Regions from separate parts of the Mus musculus genome. Here region 1 is linked to region 2. A link is a contact called in public HiChIP or PLAC-seq data. All regions are on one chromosome and are shown on one strand. The core of a region is the stretch at or near the end of the contact, and the rest is flanking DNA. Distances in the headings are between cores, read along the strand shown. Region 1 holds the start of Srp9 (signal recognition particle 9). Region 2 overlaps Enah (ENAH actin regulator).

Evidence for each region. HiChIP or PLAC-seq counts read pairs in DNA pulled down with a chosen protein or histone mark.
Region 1: a contact with region 2 is called in an H3K27ac HiChIP or PLAC-seq map of stem cell-derived neural progenitor cells. The contact joins the promoter of Srp9 here to the enhancer-like site in region 2. A contact is called at or near these places in 1 of 39 promoter capture datasets (embryonic stem cells), 4 of 15 datasets of contacts at CTCF or cohesin (embryonic stem cells and large pre-B cells), 41 of 484 Hi-C or Micro-C datasets (CD8 T cells, ECoMG myeloid progenitors, the G1E-ER4 cell line and 12 more), 9 of 115 datasets of contacts at active chromatin or transcription factors (embryonic limb bud, embryonic stem cells, neural progenitor cells and 2 more) and 3 of 9 other capture datasets (adipose tissue, embryonic stem cells and pancreatic islet).

The regions. Positions count from the first base shown.
Region 1 is chr1:182,122,202-182,128,279 of GRCm38.p6, forward strand. Srp9 (signal recognition particle 9) reads left to right here and starts at 2,536. Exons shown (of 3, transcript NM_012058.3): 1 at 2,536-2,774. The coding sequence starts at 2,703. Gm33725 (a long non-coding RNA gene) reads right to left here and starts at 2,565. Exons shown (of 3, transcript XR_373761.4): 1 at 2,232-2,565. It also overlaps the pseudogene Gm17968.
Region 2 is chr1:181,992,855-181,999,847 of GRCm38.p6, forward strand. The region is part of intron 1 of Enah (ENAH actin regulator); the gene reads right to left. Among named protein-coding and RNA genes, the nearest start is that of Enah, 24 kb to the right of the region's middle. Within about 2 kb of position 4,432, at least 28 of the 459 cell types and tissues checked have an H3K27ac peak or open chromatin away from gene starts, as enhancers often do. A contact at or near this core is called in neural progenitor cells, stem cell-derived neural progenitor cells and trophoblast stem cells, where this site is marked.

The DNA of each region.
Region 1 (6,078 bases), core at 1,286-3,785, 130 kb after region 2:
TATTAAGATTTGTTGGAAAAAAAATATTTGCTGGGACCAATCTAAAAGAGGTAGGGTTAGAGGGTGTGAACATGATCAAGGCACATTGTGGACATGTGTGAAGATGTCATAACGAAACTCATTGTTATGTACACTGCTAAAAATGTTTACAAACTCCTCTTCCAAGAAGGCCTTTCTGCTGGACTGTCCTTTGTCTCGTCTCGTTTGTTTCTGCTCTTCAGCGTCCCCATAGCCCCTGCAATATGTCCCTTGTTCTAAGGGAATAGAAGCCTTCTTCTGAAGCTAATCTTATTCACAAGTGACTTTAACCTTCGTAGAGATGACTCAGCTAACCACCCAGCCTCCTGGGAACTTGAGCTGTAAAGCCCTAATGTTTGAGCAGACCTTCAAGCATCCCCCGGGAGGCTGACTTCAGAGTCCCTTTGTTTCACCCCCTTTAAAAAAAATCAAAATAATTGCTATCTATTTAGCCCAGGTACCATGATGGCCTCTTGCTAGGACTGCCATCATTCTTGTTTCTTTCTTCCTTTCTTTTCTTTGCTTATTTCTTTTTTTAAAAAGATTTATTTAGGGGGGCTGGTGAGATGGCTCAGTGGGTAAGAGCACCCGACTGTTCTTTCGAAGATCCGGAGTTCAAATCCCAGCAACCACATGGTGGCTCACAACCATGTGTAAGGAGTGTCTGAAGACAGCTACAGTGTACTTACATATAATAAATAAATAAATCTTAAAAAAAAAGGACTGAAGGTTTGTCCCAGAGACTGCTCAATGTTTAAAAAAAAAAAGATTTATTTATTTATTTATTTATTTATTTATTTATTATGAGTATGCTGTTGCTGTCTTGAGACACACCGGAGGAGGGCATCGGATCTAATTACAGGTGGTTGTAAGGCACCATGTGGTTGCTGGGATTTGAACTCAGGACCTTTGGAAGAGTAGTCGGTGCTCTTAACTGCTGAGGCATCTCTCCAGCCCTGCTTGTTTATTTCTAAGTAGCCCAGTTTGGCCTTGGACTAAATAGCTGGGACTTTCCGCAAACTCATGACATAAAAAAAGAAAAAGAAAGAGCAAAAGAAAAAAAGGAAGGAAGGAAAGAAGGAAGAAAAGAGAAAGAAAATGAATGAAAGGAAAGAAAAGAGAAAAAATGAAAGAAAGAAAAAGAAAGAGAAAGAAGGAAAAAGAAAAGAAGTCGGGCAGGGGTGGCGCACGCCTTTAATCCCAGCACTTGGGAGGCAGAGGCAGGCGGATTTCTGAGTTCAAGGCCAGCCTGGTCTACAGAGAGAGTTCCAGGACAGCCAGGGATACACAGAAAAACCCTGTCTTGAAAAACAAACAAACAAACAAACAAACAAAGAAGAAAGAAAGAAAAAGAAAAGAAAAAGATAGGGAAGAGGAAGGCAAGATGGGGAGGAGAATGTGGCTAAGTTCAGTGGCAGAGACCTTGTCTAGAATGCACAATCCTTAGCACTGAAAACCCAAAACAATACAAGACAAAACAAAACAAAAAACCCAACAAAACTGTTTAAAGCTGATCAATGGGGGCTGGTGAGAGGGCTCAGGGTTAAGAGCACTGACTGCTCTTCCAGAGGTCATGAATGAGTTCAAATCCCAGCAACCACATGGTGGCTCACAACCATCTGTAATGAGAAACAAAAAATAAAAACAACAACAGCAACAACAACAACAAACCTTTGGGCCCGGATTGAGGAGGGGCAGAGCAAGATGGAGAAGGGAAGGGGGAAAAAGCAGCTCAATGGACAGGGGGATGTAATTTTTAGTAAGAGTAAACATTCGTGGGGCCAGGAGTGAAGACAGAGGAAATGAATTACAAGGAGGCATGAAGAAATTTCTAGAGGTGAAAAATACCCCCATATATTGATTATGACATTAGGCAAGTAGGTATATGCTCTGTGGCTGTGTGACGTGTGTGTATATGTATTTTTTTCAGAATCCATGATCGTATATTCTCAAAGCCGATGTTTACTGCACACATAAACTATATACCCCAATAAAATTTCTTTTAAAAGCTGTCCTGTGTCACACTCTGCCTGAGGGAAAGACTCAAATTTCGTATCCTAGCAGATGCCACAGTGTAGCTTCCTTCTCTCTGTGCTTCTTCTCTTCCTCCATTCCCTTGAACACTACTGTTCCTCTTAAGTACACGTACACTGCAGATCTTAAATGTGCCTAGAGGTCTCGCCCTTCTCTACTCCCTATTCAGTTTGTCTCACCTCTGGGAGCCTTGCTCCTTTTTGTTCCACTGACCCGATACAAAAGTCTACCACAGAAAGTTTTTGGTTGCGCGTCCGTTATGTCTCCCCAACTCCTTGATTAGGCTTTGAGTGTGACAGCTGCGCCTTGTCATCACCACGACTGTGACTTGGGTACCAGGTCACAGAGCTCCTTAGTCTTTGGAAAGGCAGCACAGGCACTATCCCCTCCAGCCCTGCAGGCGGCGCTGTGGCAGCCGCCCTCTCCTCTCCCGACCTCTCAGAGCGGAGGCCCCGCCCCCCGACATCACGCCTCCTGCCCATTGGACAGGCGCGCGGCCGAGGCTGGCCAATGGCGTGAGCGCTCGTGAGCCTCCGTCTTTGCGCCGCCGGAGTGCAGCGCTGTGGGCGGTTGCGGGAGAGCGGCGGGCCGCCGGGGCGACAGCGCCGTGACTCGCTTCGCGGCCTTGTTCCTCGCTGCCTGAAGCCACGATGCCTCAGTTCCAGACCTGGGAGGAGTTCAGCCGGGCGGCCGAGAAGCTCTACCTGGCGGACCCCATGAAGGTGAGTCGCTGCAGGGACCGCCCTGGGGCCCGGGGCTTCTCTACCCTTGGCGCGGCCTGAGCACGCCCAGGAAACAGTCGGCCCACCCGGTGCCACTGTCCCTTCGTCTGCTTCCGACTGACCCGGAGACCCAGTGACCCAGCGAGGCGACCCCAGCAGCTACAGGCAGGGCGGTTTCCGCAGCGCCGGACCCCACAGCGGCCTGCACCCGGGGGAGCTCCTAACTTCCGCTCGGGATCTGGTTGGTTTACGTGTCGCTGAGTGGGCTCCTCCCCCTGCACCGTCGCTTTCCTGTCCGTCGCTTAGTTTAGTGCCCCTTTCCTTTCCTACCCAGACCCGAGAGTACCAGCTTATAAAATGGTGCTACTGTACGTCCCAGTTAGGAAGCACCTGCTCTACTTTTTTTTTTTTTTTTTTGGATAGTGGGGATTTTTAGTCTTTTCCTGGACCAGTTGAAACATGGAGACTGTTTGCACTCTCACGTTAGACATAAATGTTTGCAAGCGGTTTCATTCCCCAAAGCAAACTACCCAGTCCCATCTCAGCAGTTCAGAACAAGTTCCGGGAGGGGGACACAAAGGTCAGCTTCATCATTCCTTAAAGGATTGTTGAAGGTATGGTAGACGCATGTTTTATGAATATACACGTTAAGGAAAAAGAAAACAAAAACAAAAAAACCGATGAGCAGCTAACAATCTCAAGAACCCGGGCTCAGTGCATAACACGAACTCTGTGTGTGTGTGTGTGTATCATAATGAGACTGCAGAGACACTCAGCATGCAGAACTCACTTAAGGATGGAAAGAGGGAATCTACTCCTTAAATTTGCCCTCTGACCACACATCTCTCACACTAACATGTACACACACAGACACACACATGTAAGTAAAAATCAAAAATATATTGGTACTGGCAGCTTGCGGTGGCAGTACTTACTACAGGATTTTACAGGGAGCATCTTTTACTTTTGGTTGTGAGCATAGCCTTTAGCAGCTAAGCCATCTCTCCAAGCCCACAGGAAGCATCTTTTAAGAAGGTCAGTCCATTAATTCTTACGTATGTCAGTGTTTGCTTGTGCACATGGGGTGCCTGCCCTGCTGGGGTCAGAAGAGGGCATTGAATCCCCGGGAAATGGAGTTAGGCATGGGTGTGAGCCACCTTGTGGGTGCTGGGAGCCAAATCTGTGTCTACCTGCATTAGAACCACAGGAAGACCAGAGTAGACAGTAGAACATTCGGAACCATCCTTGTGTATTTTTAAGCTCCTATCTTCTCATGCGTCCTAGATGGGCCTCATTAATGTCCTGTGGAGATGAGAGTGATCTTGAACTCTGGGTGTTAGCTCCCCCGGCCCTTCTTTTTATTTCTCAGGAACTCAGAGATCCGCCTGCCTCTGCCTCCCGAGTGCTGGGATTAAAGGCGTGTGCCACCACACCCGGCTGCAGGCTCCCTTTTTAAGGCAACATTTAAAACTAATGATCTTATTAAAGTGATAATAAATGGCTAGGTAGATTAGGTATTTTTGAAATTGTGTAGTTTGTGACAGTGGTGGCTTCTTGTATGTACTTTCATGTGGTTCATTTCCTCAGTTGGGCAGTGTGCTGTAAGGTGGTATAAGGTTTGTCCAGAAGGGCCTGATACTGACAACAGTATACAGTGTCTGCATTTAGTAAAGAGACTGTAGATACACCAGCACACATTGAGTGACTATTTGAAGATGTAGTTGCGGGGCCAGTGAAAGTAGAAGTGTCAGGGAGTTGTGATGAGAAGGAGACACAGAGGAGGAGCTGGCCAGATCTGTCCAGGAGAAAATCCTTGTGGCCTCCAAACTTAAGTATAAACCCTGGATCTGAACTCCAGTCCATTCTGGTCCTCGTAGGGCTAACGAAGACAGTTTGTTGGTCTCTAGGATTTGTGTGCGGGAATTCTGCTTTCTGTACCCAGCACATTCAGTGTGGAACCAATGTACCTTTTCACCCTTTACTCTTCCCTTTATGGCTTGAACTGAAATGCTGTTGCTGGTGAGCTGAAAGAGCCCGTGGTTGCTCTGTCTTCCTTTTAGTCCCTCCCTTACGTTTCTGCTACCGTGGTCTGAGAATACCGACACTGCCGTGTCCTCTGCTTAAAACCAGTTCTTCATTGATTACTGAATGAAGTCCTGACTCCCAGTCGCACTGTCTTGATTCAGTCATTCTGGCTTCAGACTTGGTGAAGCCATAGATACATCAGCTCTTTGTTCAGAGTGCTTATACTTTCTTCAGCCTTCTCTATATGAAAACAAAACATGTATTTTCAAAGCCACATCCCAAGAAAAGTGGTTCTTGGCCTCTTTTTCCTTTAGCACTTTTACCAGTATTTTTCTTTATAGGACTTTTTTTTTTTAAATAGACTTAATTCACTTTATTTTTCTTGTATAAAAACCCTCATATGATAGCCACAGATGGAACCTGGGTCCTCTGAACAGATACTCCAGTGTGGGTTTTCACAAGGTGGCCAGTGAATTCCTGATAAAGAGACTTGAATAACAAAGTTTCTTTCCAGAGGTCAGGGGTCAGGTAGCTGTAGGTCTTGGAGGTTGCACCACTGGTGGCCTTGGCAGTGTTATCCAGGGTGGCAGTGCAGCCCCTGGCTGATTAATGGCACTTATCAATATTGGCCATCATTAGTAGTTTTTTGGGCACAGGAGCAGAGACAATGCCAGTGCTTCTGGGGGCAGAAATAAGATGCACCAGCACAGAGCCACAGTGGCCTGTCACCTTGCATGGGACATTGTGGGGCTTGCTAGTCTTGTTCCCCAGTAGCCTCTCCAAATAGGGACAATGGAGAGCTTGGCCAAGATGGCGGCCCCTAGATGGCTGTGGGTTCCTCCTTGGAGCATGGAACACCAAGACCAACATGACCATTGTAGTTCCCAGTAGTGTCAAAAGCCTTGAACCTGTCCACCGGCCGCCAAGCGTCTGTTTCTGTATGAGCAGGGTTTTAGAACCTCCCTTGAGGGAGGGATGTGCTCAGGGAAGATGAGTAGTCTGGGAGCTCCACGACTTGGTCCTCATGTCCTTACCTTGGTGACGGGGACCCACTCCTTGTCTTGGCTTTGCCTCCAAGAGCTCCCTGGCCTCGTCTGATCACAGCCCCCACGGCTGCCAGATCACTGCCTCCACCTCTTACTCCTGGCCCCAGGTCCTCCATGCCTCCTGGGGTTCCAGGATCATCTCCATTTCCCGAATAAGAGGCTGCCTTTCTAGGACCTTTATTTTAATTCACTCTGTTTTGTATTGATTATTTTGGTTGTTGAATTAAAAGTTC
Region 2 (6,993 bases), core at 3,182-5,681:
TCAATTCACAGACTGCTGCATCATCACCTTTCAAAGTGAGTTTATACTAAAAAATGACAAACTAAAGAAACATAGGCACACTCTTGCTGTATATTCTTGTACATTAATCTGTAGTCCAAAGCTCCTCACACATTAGCCACTCTTTGGGGCTCACAATGTATCATCTAGATACTCCAGGAGACCAAAAGGCCAAGTCTAAAAGGTTTGGTCTTATTCTATGAGCCTGGTTCCGGATCTGGATACACAGAACTCAGCACACACCCACGTACGCACGCATACACACACACACACACACACACACACACACACACACACACACATTAAAAGCATCTACAGTAAGTTCAGATACATAAGAGCACTCAAACAAGTATTCACTTAGACAACCAAAAGGCTTTTAGCCACACTAAGCTGACAATAAGCTGCAATTTACAGTCCCTGCTCTAAACTCAACATAATTAGTACCATCACAACTGGTCATATGTATGGTCCATGTATGCAATCCCAGCTGGCTTACACACCATCCAGCTAAGTAAACTTTACAAGCTTCTAAAGGTTGCTAGAGTGGACATTCCTATACACAATTGTGATTGGCTAAGTATTATTTAATGCTTTCACCAGCACAGTGAGAAGGATTGTAACTCTACCACTACCAAAAAAGATTATAGTTAATTTTAAAGTTAAACACTCTGTTACCGGTAACTGTTCAATTCCAAGAAAAACTCAAAAAAAAGGCACAAGTAACATTTTCAATTTGCTCACAGTAGCTGCCAACCACTCTTTAAAGAAAACTTCCTTACAGAGAAACGTTACCAGCCAGAGCTAAGTAAATGTAACCAGAGTGAGCAACAAAGCCTTTATCATCCTTGAGGCAAAAAAAAACCGTAACTCAACAGCCAGGAGGCAGATTTCAACTGCAGACCAACTTGCACCTAATCCCCAAACAGACTGCTCAACAGCTGTTGCTCTTGTCAAAGTTGTCTCCATTCTCTCCAAATATGCCCCTGGAGGAGACTGACAACTCTCTACAAGCAATCAGCCTGACTAGCAATCAACTCTTCCAAAAACTGGGGATAAAAAAAAGAAGCGAACCACGGACCCATGCCCCTAAAATTCATCAAATAACATCTCATCAGCGACTCTTTGTATGAATGACTTATCCCCTCCTCTCCAAAAAAGGGCCATCCAAGTAGGACTCTCTCCCCATTCAGCCTACACATAATTTAATAAGTACCTAATAAATGTTAGGAATTATTCTCTCATCTTCCTGAGATACTAAGGAACCTTCACCAGCTTCTCTAAAAACTCAACTTGTGAAAATTGTAGGTGAACACTGTGTAACAGAATGAAATGAAAAGGTGTTACTTCTGTGCCCTCAATTTTTTCTTATCTTCCTCTTAGATAAATATATTTAAAAATAAAATCTCCTAAATTCTGTTAACTACACTACCTGCCAAGTATAGGAAGAGCATTAGTCTCTTTAAAAGAGACTGGTGGGATCCCGGGAACAAAGAGAAGGTCCTCAGCAGCAGAATGCTACACACTCAAACTCACCCTGAGAGAGCCAACCCACATCATGTCATCTCTCCCAGTAGTATATCTCAAACTGTTAGGGGTAGTAAAAAAGACACTCTATCCAATTCAATATGCACACAAAGGCAAACTGCCTTCATAACATTTGCCACAACTGTGTGCAACTAGATATTCCTATTGCATTTCTAATGATAGAGCAGTTTTTAAAACAATGCCTTCCCCAACCCTACCTCTCTTTTTTTTTTAGGCAAGTTCACTGGCCCCAGGATTGAGGTGCAGAAGATGCCATGGGGCGAGGGGGTGGAGAAAGGGTAGAGAGGGGAAAGGAAGGGAAGGTGAGAGGAGGAGGGGGGGGGAGGGAGGGAGGGAGAGAGAGAGAGAGAGAGAGAGAGAGAGAGAGAGAGAGAAACACAAGTGCGAAAACAATGTCCTCTCTTAACCCCTTTCTCCACTTTTTTCCCCATTAGTTTTTATGTGGTGGTTGTGCAAGGGAGAATGACAAAGATAGAACCTACCAGAATCCCCAGATTCTGGGATCTTTGTTCCGTAAGCAGCTAAGTGAGCAAACTGGTGCAACATAAAAGGAAAAGAGAACGTTCCATCTCAAGCATTCCTGTTTGAAATCCGGACAGTCCCAGATAGAAGGTTCATTGACTAAAGGGAATCTGATGCCAAGTTGGATGAACTGAATTCAATTTCTAAATCTCACAAAGAGGACCAACCCAGTAAGTTGTCCTAGAGTCTCCACATCTACACCATGGTGTGTACACACACACACACACACACACACACACACACACACACACACACACACACACAAAATGTTAAAAAGGACTTGTCAAGTCAATTTTGTATTCATTGTGCTTTGTCAAATAAATCACAAACATCAAAAATGTTCATAGCTGGGCACATATGTCTTTAATCCCAGTACTTCCGGGGTAGAGGCAGGCCAATCTCTGAGCCTGATCTACAGTGATTCTAGGCCACCACAGCTACATAATGAGGCCCTGTCCCAAAAAGGAGGGAGAGGGGAAGATGTTGGTGAGGGCTTAGTCATTAAGAACACTGTTTCTCTGGAAGATCTAAATTCAATTCCAGCACCCACATTGCAGCACACAACTGTGTATACCTCTAGTTCCAAGGGAATCAATGTCCTCTTCTGGCCTCTAGATACCAGGCTCCCATGTGGCACACAGACATAAAAGCAGGTAAAACATTGAAACACACAACAAAGAAGAAAAGGACTGTGTAAGTTTAAAAGAAAAAGAGGGGGGAAAAAAACCTTCAGAGATAATTAAATATACTGGGTTGAACCATTTAAAAATTAAAGCTGCCAATACCTGGTCTTTTAACCTCCCCAAACTGGTAATTTTGCACAGCTAAAACTAACAGTGTAACACATACTTCAAAGGAACAATGATTCAAGTGGCACTGCCAGTACTGGCTTAAGAACTTCACTTTCATTATAACAGTTTCCACAGCAAGCTGGGTGCTAATCTCCTACCAAACAACTGTCTGTGAAAGCCAGGCTGCCTAAAAAGCCACACTGTCATGATCCACTCTCTGAATACATTTCAACCTCACTGGGACCGGTTTCTTCCTTTTTAACTAATTCACCCAAAACCAGGCTCCTAACACAAGCCTGGTACTTTTCCATGCCCCTTGGTTTTCTCACAGAAAAAAACAAAAACAAAAACAAAAAAACCCCACTACTTATAGCAATAGCCTTATCTTGTTTTATGGAGGTCTGTTCGTGTCAAATAAACAAATGACAGGCTCCCTAATAGTAGAGATAACCCTTTCCAATCTTTGAAAACCTGCAATAAAATATATACTCAATTTAGGACAGGTTGGATGACTCTGCCCTACACAATGAAAAGAATGGCTAAGTTCCTCAACAACTGAACCTCAAAGAGCCAAGACAAAGGTCTCTAAGAAATACTTCAAATTTTTGACACTTTTGGTAGCTGTCACTGGGTGCATTCTTCCTGGGCCAGCTGGACATTGTCTCTATGTAGTGGGGAAACTAAGATGCCTACCTAACCTAATCGAGCATACTTAATGGGCCCTTCCTTCACTTGACAGTTGCCGGTGAAGCACTATACTCAGTATTGTAAATGTGGAACTCTGCAAATTCCTCTCTTCCTTATGCAGAACCCATTCTTGAAAAGCACATGAAAGAGAAACATCTAAGAGCTGAGCAAGTAGCTGATTTAAAAAAAAAAAATGTTTTTAACCTTTTATGTGAAAGCTGTTCTGCCTACATGTGAGTCTACACACCAGGTGTGTGTTGGACCCTTATGAGCTGTGAGCTGCCGTGTGGATGCTCTAAATTGAACCCAGGTCCTTTGGAAGATCAACCAGTGTTCTTACCCTCTGAGCCATCTCTCCAGCCCCACAAGAAGCTGATTTTAAAAATAGATTTTCATGTCTTAAGGAACAAACGTTTAAATTTAAAAAGCCAAGGCACAATCACGTGATTGACATATGACAAATACAAAGCAGGAAATTAATTTTCTTAAACCGATTCCTGTCTCAGCCTCTAATTTTCTTTACACACCTAAAACAGTACTCATTATACAGAATTTCAAACAAATAAATAAAAAGGTGAACAGAGATCTCAGAAGGAGATAGTCTCTTACAAATGTTCTGGGTTTTTTGTTTTGTTTTGTTTTTTTTAAATGTCTTAAAATGAAGGCACTGCAATGCTTACCTATACGTGGGGAAGAAGAATCAGCATTTAGAGGCTAACCTGGTCTATGCTTAGCTTCGGGCCAACCTAGAATACATAGCATGATCCTTTCCTCTAAAAAAACAAAAACAAACCCACACATATACACACATCCAGTCTTTTCTTCTTTTAAAGAAAAGGAATGTTGCAATCCCATTTCTGACTAATTGCTCGTGGGGGTGCATGCCTACCATACCTGTGAGGGCTGCTTCAAGACTGAAAGCACCAGGCTGCTTTGTGAGTTTCGTGGCAGCATATGCAATGGAGTGAGAACCTGTGTCAACCAACCAACAGAACCAAACAAATCTGAACTGTGAATCAGCAGCACCCAAGCTCTACCCACCCAGAGCTGAGTATCACTGAGAAGAAAAAAGCTGTACTGGGGAGGAAGACCAAGACATCAGCTAATGAGAGAGGAGAGAACCAAAAGAGCTTAAGTCACTTAAAACCAGAAGTCACTTAAGTCGCCGAAGGGGAATGCTGTCAAACAGCTGATGAAAACCTGGGTCACTGTTATGACCAACTTTTCGTAGGTGTGCTTTGTAATGACTTTCCTTCCACTCATGGGGGTAATCTATCCATACTTCAGGGAGCAACTGAATCAGTCTCAGATGCTACAACGCATCTGTTTGCCACCACCCATTACCAAAACGCTTGAGTTTCAATAGATGTCTTCACACAGCAACGACTGCATCCTAGTAGAACATGAGCAGTTTAAAGAGCAGAGACTAGTAAGCTAAGTCTTCCTTCTCACTAACCTGACCACAACCAAACAGACTCTAAGTATAATGTAGGAGGAAAGAAAGCTCAGCAGAACCCAGAGTTAATTATTCTTCAATTTAAAGGTCAACATCAAAACATTCCCTGCTGCTGCCGGCTGTGAAGCCGTGGACACTCTGTGTATTTGCTGGCTGGCATAAAAACTGGCACAACACTTTTAGAAAGCATTTTGGCAATATGATTCAAGAGCTTTTAAAACTGTTTCTATTTCTTAAGGGATCTAATACTATTTCTGGAATTCTATCTTAAGGACATAGTCTACAATTAAGGAAAAAACCCTTTGGGTTCAGGAAAACATTATTCATTATACAAAACCACTCTACACTATGTAAATAGCCACTTAGAAGGAAATAGGTAATTTACAATGAAACATTCATCTAATAATTTCCTAAAAGCATAAAAAGGGGAAAACATACCAAATGATCAAAGCAAAATGCATGCATTCATAATCACCTGTACATAAATCACAACATAAGGTTGTCTTTAATTGGATCTCTGTTAGTTCGAGGCCAGTCTGGTCTATACAGCAAGATCCAGGACGGCCAAGACTACACAGAGAAACCCTATTGGGGGACAGGTGAGCAACATGAGAAGACTTATAAATCCAGAAGAGCAAGAGTCTTGAGTTTTGCTGAGTGCAGTGGTGCGTGCCCTTACTCCTACCACTAGGGAGACAGAAGCAGGCAGAACTCTGTGAGTTCGAGGCTAACCTGGTTTACACAGTGAGTTACAGGACACAAGAGCGAAGGAGGGAGAGAAAAAACAGAGAAACAAATATGTTCAAATAAAAAAATTAATATGAAAAGATTCTGGGCTTTCAAGTAGAAAATCTATCATAATACTGAAAGGGTGAGAATCAAAGGGAGAAAGGTAAACTCCTGAAGGAACAGCAGCAGGGCCTGGCAGCTCACCCTGCAATCCCAGGAGCCAGGGGAAGGCTGCTACAGAAGGACTGCAAATTCAAGGGCAGATTGTGTTACACAAAGGGACCTTGTCCCAAGGGGGGAAAAAAAGAAGGGGGAGTGGAAATGGAAATATAGTGCTCGCATAATACAAAGCAGAAGGAAAGACGAACCTGCACGAGTCCACTTCTCAGCGTGAAGATCTGCCTTAGCAATGCTTTTCTGCTTTTCCCCACACCTAGTGTCTATTTTCCAGATTAACAACACTACAGTTAACTACAAATCGCCCATGGATAATAACAGGAATGTAGAAAATACCAGTATAAGACCCAATGAAAGCTGTCTGTAGCTTTGGACAGCACTGCATTAGAATTCACAATAACTGGTAAACCTGTAACATGAGGACTATGAAGTCAAAGACAGCCTGGGCCACAGAGTTTTAGGTTGGTTACCATTATGAGATCCTGGCTGGAGAAAAAAGCACAAATGTAATAATATGTATATATACATATATATGCACTATATATGCTACCTATAGCATATATGTGCGCTATATATAGCATACGCATACACACACATAGCAGTGATTTACAACCAATCTCAACAGCAAAGTACGGTAAATAGAAACCTGAAAAAGCTACAGAAAGCCTTTTGTTTAAAAAAAACAAACAAACAAAACAAACAAACAAACAAAAAGCAAAATCCTTGCTCTTTCAACAGAAGGCAACATAGCACAGTGGCTGAGAGCACATCGAGAGCAAGCACTGCTCTGTTCATTGCTTTTTTTCCTTCTCTTGCTCCAGCCCTGCACTCTCTGAACCCACTACTTCCCCAAGCTTAAGATTTATATATTTTATGTATGTGAGTACAATGTCACTGTCTTCAGACACATCAGAAGAGGGCATCAGATCCCATTACAGATGGTTGTGAGCCACCATGTGGTTGCTGGGAATTGAACTCAGGATCTCTGGAAGAGCAGTCAGTGTTCTTAACCGCTAAGCCATCTCACCAGCCCCATTAATTGCTATTTTATATTACTCTGTGCCTTAG